3 separate regions of the Sus scrofa genome follow, and regions 2 and 3 are each linked to region 1. Evidence: chromatin contacts called from public Hi-C and HiChIP or PLAC-seq data. All regions are on one chromosome and are shown on one strand. The core of a region is the stretch at or near the end of the contact, and the rest is flanking DNA. Distances in the headings are between cores, read along the strand shown. Region 1 overlaps PIK3R1 (phosphatidylinositol 3-kinase regulatory subunit alpha). Region 2 has its middle 110 kb from the start of PIK3R1. Region 3 has its middle 200 kb from the start of PIK3R1.

Region 1 (2,804 bases), core at 90-2,589:
TGTACCAGAGCAATTTAACTTATCATTTGATATAAAATATACAGATAGAAAAAAAGTTTTCATAAGGACCACTGAGTGAGCATAATGTTCTAATTAAAAGAAATAAACCCTAAAGTCTGTAATTACGACCTGTTTAGGTGAGAAACTTTCAACACATGCTTCTCGCTATATCCCACTGAATGAAGAACAGAATTTTCATCCCTCAGTGCTGCACCCATGCAAATATGCCCACAATTGACTCTATGCCAATTCTTTTATCTTCTACCTAACTAGAAGAAAAAAAAAAATCAAGTCGAATTATTTCAATTTTAAAAGGTTTTTATGTATAAATAAAAGATCGCCAAGGCTCAGTGGTGAACAGAATTTGGGTCTGCTGTGGATAAGCCCCACTGCTGCTTATACACATCTGTCAAATCCACAGGAATGTAATCTTAGTAAAGATATAATTAATGCAGCCACAGAACACTCCAAATTAATGCTTTAATTTAAAGTACAGCTGTTTAATCTTCTCATTGTAAGAGACCAGAATACCTAATGCTCAATTCAAGAAGAGCAGGAAGTAAACAACAGTAAAGAGAGGAAACTGAAGTTACTCAATTGTCCATGAAGCTTAAGGAACCATTTTATGAAGTTTTAATTAAACAGTTTCTTGTCCTCTGGTTCATGCGGTTCAACGGCACACTCTTCAGAATCTGGATCCCCAAACTAACCTGCTTTTCCCCCTGAGCTGCCAAAGTTAATTGAGCACTTGCTAAAGCCCCAGTCTGGGAGCTAATCTTGATGTAGCTTCTTTTTGGCTGGCAAATCAAACTGTCTGTAAAGCAAAAGCAGGGCTGCCAACGCTGGGATCCCCGTGTTTACTACCACAGCTGGTTTATAGTCCCACTGAAGGAGAGAGCAGAACTTTCCATCTCTCAGTCCTGCACCCATGCGAATACACTCCTTTCAACTGCGCTTCCAGCTGATTCTATCTTCTACCTAACTAGAAGAAAAAGATCAAGTTGAATTATGTTAGTTTTAAAAGGTTTTCATGTAGAAATAAAAGATCACCAAGGCTCAATCGATAAAAGAAGTTTCTCCAGTGAACATTCTGGGGAAGAAAGAAAGATACAACTTTAGTACAAGTTCCTAATGGGGCCCCGGGCCACCTCCTTCCTGCACAGTGAACTGACATCAAGGACCTCTGTTGACAATCAGCTACAAATTATGGGACTGACTGACCAGGCTCCAGAGTAAAATGATTTATTCAGCTAAAACTATGGTAGAACAGAACTTTCTCCTTCCTAACCCCACCCTCTTGTAAGTTTCAGTGAAACTTCCCTTCAAAAATGTTCTAGGTTACGACCTCCATGGATGGTTCCTCCCAGAGCTGAATTTTCTCTGAGGAACATCCTCTCATCCAGTTGAGTTCATAAGAAGGGACATTTTTTTTTTTTTTTAAAAAAACAGGAAACAGAACATCCAAACCTTTTTCGAAGTTTTACGTGTCTACTCAGAGCAGAGGAACAAATCTTTTCTTAATCAAAATTAGCCTTTAACAATTAAGAGGCCTAGCAGGTTTACCAGCCCATCAGAGAAGTTCAAAAATAACAATTTTTCTAATACCAAGAACAGAAATACAAGTTATGTTTTACATAACACAGAGGCAAAGGGCTCAAAAATGGGCTTTCCTCTTTCATCATGGCCTTTTGTAAATATTGCAACAGTGGACCAGTGGGAATTCTGACAGGAAAAAAGTCCCATCAGAGACTGGCTTTTTGTTTAAAAAAAAAAAAAAAAAAAGTCTTGCTTATGCAGAAAATTCTTGCTTTTTTCCATTATGTGGTATCTGGGGGAGGGTGGGAAGAGGAAGGCTTCTTTCTATATCTGTAGAGCACTGTAATTTAAAATGAGTCATGTAAAACATAAATGAAAATGTTAACCTCTGAGACAGGGGTCAGCAAATCTTTTTCCCTCTTGGATCCAGTTTTCTCTGGAAAGCTTACAAAACCCAAACCAGGGGCTTTCCCTATAAATACATTCCTACTTACCCAGAAAATGAAGGTAAAGTCTGAAAGAAGACAAGTTCAAGAAAGAGGCCTTGAGAATGTGAGACAGCCTGGGTATAGCTCAGCTTCGGGCTATCTGGTCAACCCAGCATACGTCTCGTTTCGCAGGAGTGAATTTTCCCCAATCACAGCTACATAGGATACCTTAATTCCTCCAAGAGGGGTGGATTTTTTTGCCCTACGGTTAAGCCATATTGCAGTAGTTGACCCTGGGAAAGTACTTGAGAGCCTGGCTACCCTTGGAAGACCTCTCTTTCTGAGCCCCCAGCTGTGGCTCACTGGAAGTAATGCTCCAAATAAAATCATTAAATCCATCTTGACGACTTAATGAAACCACTAGCGCCTTGGACTTCTCCTCTGGCTTTCTACATCACGCCTGACACAAACCAAAGTTTGACTGCTATGGAAGACTCAACCAGAGGCCACAAGGAAAAGTTCAGATCCCTGATCCATGTTCTAGCTTCAGCTGCTAGTCACAGCTGCTCTCTGAGTGAAAATTAAGCTTTTATTTACCTAATCCATACATTCTTCCAGACCGGAATTGCTATCAAAGATTCCAACTCTAGGTTCAAACACTGACACTGCTCTGACACCACAGTACTTTTCTGTGAATGGAATGAGATCATCTATGATACTTCATGTTATTCTCTCTCTATTGCAAGAAAACTGCTAGAGAAGTTGAAAATTTCATACAAATTATATAAGACTCTGGCTTGATGTGCACCTGATCTTAACAGAAACAAAGCAATGGCCAAT
Region 2 (2,799 bases), core at 33-2,532, 140 kb after region 1:
TCCTGCAGTATAGCACTGGGAACTGTATCTAGTCACCTATGATGGAATATGATAGAGGATACTATGAGAAAAAGAATGTATATATGTATGTATGACTGGGTCACTTTGCTGTACAGTAGAAAGTTGACAGAACACTGTAAACCAACTATAATGGAAAAAATAAAAATCATTTAAGGTAAAAAAAAAAAAAGATACATGCATCCGTATGTTCACTGCAGCACTATTCGCCATAGCCAAGACATGGAAACAACCTAAATGTCCATCGACATATGAATGGATTAAGAAGACAGATGAATGGATTATATTATATATAAGTGTGTGTGTGTGTGTGTGTGTGTTTATAATGAATACTACGCAGTCATAAAAAAGAACAAAATAATGTCATCTGCAGCAACATGGATGCAACTAGAGATTCTCATACTAAGTGAAGTAAGTCAGAAAGAGAAGGACAAATACCATATGGGATCACTTATATCTGGAATCTAAAATATGGCACGAATGAATCTATCTATAGAACTGAAACAGACTCACAGATATGGAGAACAGACTCGTGAATGCCAAGGAGGAGTGGTGGGGGAGTGGGTTGGATTGGTGGTTTGGGATTAATAGATGCAGATCATTATATTTAGAATGTATAGCACAGAAAGATTAATATCCTGGGATAGACCATGATGGAAAATAATACAAAAAAAATGTGTGTACATATGTGTGTGTGATTGAGTCACTTTGATATATAGCAGAAATTGGCTTAAGATTGTAAATCAACTATAATAAAAAAATAAAAATTAACCAGTAGGCATGCAGATTACAGGTCGTTATTGGTTACATTATAATGCACCAATCAAGCAACAAAACCCTATTGGATTTTAGATTTAAGAGCCTACAGAGTAGAGTTTGAGGCTATTTTACATTTCCCCCATGTCTAGAGCAGTGTTCAGCAAACTATGGCCCATGGACCAAATCTGACTCACAGCTTATTTTTGTGAATGAAATGGTACTGGAAAGCAGCCAGGATTCTACTTCGTATGGTATCTTCACATAACAACAGCAGAATTGATCATGGCCTGCAAGGCTTAATATATTTCCTTTCTGGCCCATTACAGGAAAAGTTTGCTGATTCCTCTACGTTGCATTATTAATGCCACCCTCTGACTTGCCCCTCTCTGTGACTAGCCCTATTCTCTGCCTCATGACCTGTGCAGATTGAAGTAGGAGCCTCTGAAACCTTGTAGACTGATCAATCCCACACATTGCTTCAATGATGGGATGAGGAAGGGTTATGAGTAGGGCCCTTGGGACTTGATTTGTCATAAGAGTCACTGCTTGAGGCTAAGGCTTGTTGCCCCATGTGTTGCCCCATCACAAAGCGATTTGTGATGGGGCAACACATGCAACCACTATTGTTCTTCAGGATTTGGTTGATCAGATTACCTGCCAGGACTAGATTAGGTGGAATTTGGTGGATGCGATGCTAAGTAAAGACCTAGGCTGGATTTGATGCTTAAAGACAGGGCCTTGGAATCTGGGATGGAAACCCATTAAGAGTGAAGAGATGAGATAGTCACTGCCCGACATAAATTATTTATGATGTCAATGTAATTTACCTTCAACCTATATTTATTGAGCATGTATTATGTGCTAGGCCGTGCTCTAGATGCTAGAGATGCAGCAGTGGATGAAACAGATAGAAATCCTGGTCCTCATGCAGTTTACATTCCACTGAATATGACAGACTAAGCCAAATAAGCAAAATATGTATGTACTGTGTATATAAGTAGTCTGTTGGATGCTTATAATCGCTAGGGAGAAAAAATAAAGCAGGGAAGTGGGATAAGATATACATGTGTTTGGGGACTGTAAGAATCTTGACATTATGTGATGTGCTAGGGCATCACTCCTGAGAGGACAAGTGAAGAGAAGTTAGAGTTTTTCCATCCATTTGTCTCATTAGCCTCAACAGCAAGGCACTCAGAAAATTAAAGAGAGAAGGAGAGAGATGAACATATTGGCATTCTTAGAGTGTTTCCCAAACGACACTGTTCATTTTAAATCTTTGACAAACACGTGGTGCAGAAAGGAAATGAGTAAAAAACAGAATTGTTGCTATAAACAATCATTTTTCTTTTTAAACCTGTGGCATCCTCCGAAGTAAAATGCAAAGTGATAGTTGAAGAGATTTGTGAATGTCAAACGGATGAATTTCAGGCCTATGGCAGCCTCGGCTGGCTACTGAACTCACTATAGGTTAAAACAAAGTGAGGGGCTGCCTTTCTTAAAGGATCTCAGTCATGAGTATAGGGTTCCTCGCAGTGTTGAAGTGCCACACAATAAAAGTCCAGGCTATAAATTTTGCTGTGCTTCCCGGCTAAATGGACGCTTTGAGTGGAGACAGACTGGCGGGAGCTGGCGTAGTTATAACTTTGATTTACCACTGCTCTATCATCTGTCCTAGTGAGCGTCCCGAGCAGTAGTACCAAGGCCCGCTGATGGACTGCTCTTCAGAGATGGAGACAGCACCAGTGATGTCTAACCTTGGTGGCTCTCGAGGCAATAACACTGGACTCAGTGTGGTAAAGTCACACGGGCATTAGGAGATGAAGAAATGGGGTATTTGCTAATAAATCTGCTGAGAGATTAGTCCTCTCTGACCCTCATTTGTTTCCAGGAAGTCCTGCAGGAGTGTCACTGATAGGAAATCCCTTGTGAAAATTTGCTGTTTGTGCTCAATACACCTCGGAATGCAATTTCTTTTTTTTTTTTTTTTTTTTTTTTTTTTTCTGTGACAAAGAAATAAAACCT
Region 3 (2,700 bases), core at 44-2,543, 230 kb after region 1:
AATACAGATCCAGGAGACGGTTGTTAAAATATATACAGATGGAGAATTGGAAAGGTAGAAGGGTCTTAGAGTCTTCTAATTGAACATCTTTCCAGTGGAGGAATCCTCTGCTCTCTTCAACAGGTGATCCAGACCAGAAAAATGGAAGGGCCAGGTAGGGGTGGTGGAGTGGAAACAGCAAGGATGCAGGAAGTGCCAATCCCACCACAAAGGAGAGGCAAGTGCCTCTGAAAGTTAGCAAGGGCCATCCTGTCCCCTCATCCTGCTGCCCTCCTGGTACCCTTCACTAGCTCTTTGGAATTCATCTCTAGCTTCCCCTACCACCACCTCCGGATGGGGAATGGAATCTATCCACTGAGTATGGATCTCCCTGGATTTTTGAAGTAGGTCTTATAAATCTAATTATGCTGTTCATTGACTGAGTGTGTCCTGGATCTGGAATATAATTTGACAAGTGGTGATCAGGCCATTCTTAGGGGCATATGGGGTCACTTGGGCCCTGGCTTTTCACAACTACTCACTGGGATTATGGGCAGGGGTTAAGACAGTCTGGTAGCTGATATTTCCAGAAATGCATAGGACAAACCACTGGTATCTGAAGCCCCCAGGATATTCTGTAGTTATTGCTAAGGGCTTACAGAGACCATTGCCTTTGCCCACTTCTCTCACCTGACTTTGCTCAATTTTTCTTATTCTTTTTGAATTAGATCCATATGGAAAAAAGGAAATCAGAAAAAAATAACACCTGTTTGGCCTTTATCAAGCCTCTGCCTCTTCCTTGCAAACATTGTCACTGCATCATGTCTAGGCTTCTGCAGATACACAGCTAAAGTTACATTTTCAATAATCCTTATTTAGGCATTTGATATATTGATCAGATCGTATTGTATGCCAGGGCCAGGGGACACCAGGTCAAAAGGTAAGTTACCTTTTCTGAAAGGACTAAAAAACCAATAGGAAGAATGGTATTCATAAAATACTGATATTAGAATATCATGGTGCCTATATATAACAAACTATATTTTTGATGTACCAAGTTCATATTTTTACAGAAAGCTCCCCTAGAGTTGAGGGGAATTTCGTTTCTCCTTTAACCTGTTTCAGTTACTTGCAACTTTCTTTGCAAAAATGCTTGGGCACTCTAAATTTGAGTCCAACAAATATTTTTTATGTCCTTGGTTCCCCCTCCAAGGTGATTTTTTTTTCTCCCACTTGTAGAAGTAGCAGTGATGGGCAGGAGCGGTGGGCCAGTGATGCTTCGATTACATCGCCCATTCCATTGCGGGAGTTATGCAACCAAGGGGAAAAATGCATTTTCCACTCTTGAAGCCCTTTGATCATTTTGCTCTTACATAACTCCCTAACAGCTGGAGCTGTAAACTTTAAAATTGGCAGGAACATAGTTCGTATTGCGAAAGAAAATTCAACCCACATTTGAAGAGAAACAGCTAGCAATTTTAAAAGTGATCCCAGTATTTGTGTTCTTCAACATTTAGTGAGTGCTGGTGATGTGGGGGCCCATTAAGCAAGTTCTTTGCCCAGAAGCAGTCTTGGCTAGGACTGCTATCAGCTGGGCCTGGCCCAGGAGAATGGACCACCTTCTTATCCTCCTTCTCATTGCTGAGTCCTAGTCTGTGGCAGCTCCTCTGCCCACAGAAGACCAGAGGAATGGTCTTGAATGTTGGGGGCTGCCAGGAGTGGATTCATATCTACCTATCCATGCCTCTTCCTGCAGCCTCAGGGCACTCACTGGCTTTGCAACAATATCACTTCTTTCAGCCACCTTTCAAAAGGATGCTTTGCTACCTTGTTCTCAGATATTCTTTCTTTCCTCCTGGTCACCCCACCTTGTTTCTACCTACTTCTTCCTCGTCCCTTCCTTTCCATCTCCTCCTTCCCCTCCCTTTCTTCCTTTTCCCTCTTCCTTAAGTTTTGAATATGAACTTCCTAGTCCCTAAAATGCAAATAAATCTCTACAAAACTACGTGCTTGTTGCTACAACTTTACGTCATGATGAAAAATAGTCAACTCAGTTCAAACCCACTCCTTTGGGATTAATAACATCAAACTGTATGGACACCTACATATACTTAAAACCAAATGCAGAGATTGGTTTCTAAAGAGGTTGTTAAACTTCTAACTTGCCAAAATAACATTAAAGAAAGGCAAAATTGGGTTTTCCATAGTGAAGCAAGCCACTGGAATCACTGACACCAGAAAGGCACTCAAATATCTAGAGTTCTGAGGTAGCCAGAAACCCGGGCATCCAAGTTCTCATTATCCTTTCTTCCCCATTAGTGATCTGTGAACGTGTGAAATTACACCATCAGCAGCAATTGTTGTCTTAAGAGACTCTTCATCTGTATCTACAGGAATGGCAAGTTGTACAGGAGGAGCATGACACTTGTCACCTTGATATACCTAGATATGGTTGCTTCCAGTTCAAAAGCCTGAGGTCCTCCAGGATGGCTGTTCTGAACAGAGAGATAGTCACACTCTCATTTCCATGATTTTCAGGGGTCAATGAGTACTACTTTTGGGAAATGCAACATGGTTCCCTGAAGCAGAAGCCCCCTTTGTCTTGACCTGGAGGCCTCTTCCACCTTGCCACTGGTCATTCTGAATTCTGCTGAAATAGAGGCACAGAAGAGGAAGGGCTAATTCAACAGGACTGAGGTCTTGTTTCTCTTTCTTTTTGCT

What was found. Hi-C and Micro-C count contacts between places; a contact is called where the count stands out from the background. HiChIP or PLAC-seq counts read pairs in DNA pulled down with a chosen protein or histone mark.
Region 2: an H3K27ac HiChIP or PLAC-seq map of alveolar macrophages shows a contact between it and region 1. The contact joins two enhancer-like sites.
Region 3: a contact with region 1 is called in a Hi-C map of liver, with 5 times the contacts expected there. The contact joins two enhancer-like sites. A contact is called at or near these places in 1 of 47 Hi-C or Micro-C datasets (liver) and 2 of 2 datasets of contacts at active chromatin or transcription factors (alveolar macrophages and skeletal muscle).

What each region holds. Positions count from the first base shown.
Region 1 is chr16:46,461,451-46,464,254 of Sscrofa11.1, reverse strand. The region is part of intron 2 of PIK3R1 (phosphatidylinositol 3-kinase regulatory subunit alpha); the gene reads right to left. Among named protein-coding and RNA genes, the nearest start is that of PIK3R1, 28 kb to the right of the region's middle. Within about 2 kb of position 1,339, at least 13 of the 83 cell types and tissues checked have an H3K27ac peak or open chromatin away from gene starts, as enhancers often do. A contact at or near this core is called in alveolar macrophages and liver, where this site is marked.
Region 2 is chr16:46,318,789-46,321,587 of Sscrofa11.1, reverse strand. No RefSeq gene overlaps it. Among named protein-coding and RNA genes, the nearest start is that of PIK3R1, 110 kb to the left of the region's middle. Within about 2 kb of position 1,282, at least 2 of the 83 cell types and tissues checked have an H3K27ac peak or open chromatin away from gene starts, as enhancers often do. A contact at or near this core is called in alveolar macrophages, where this site is marked.
Region 3 is chr16:46,231,859-46,234,558 of Sscrofa11.1, reverse strand. No RefSeq gene overlaps it. Among named protein-coding and RNA genes, the nearest start is that of PIK3R1, 200 kb to the left of the region's middle. Within about 2 kb of position 1,293, at least 13 of the 83 cell types and tissues checked have an H3K27ac peak or open chromatin away from gene starts, as enhancers often do. A contact at or near this core is called in liver, where this site is marked.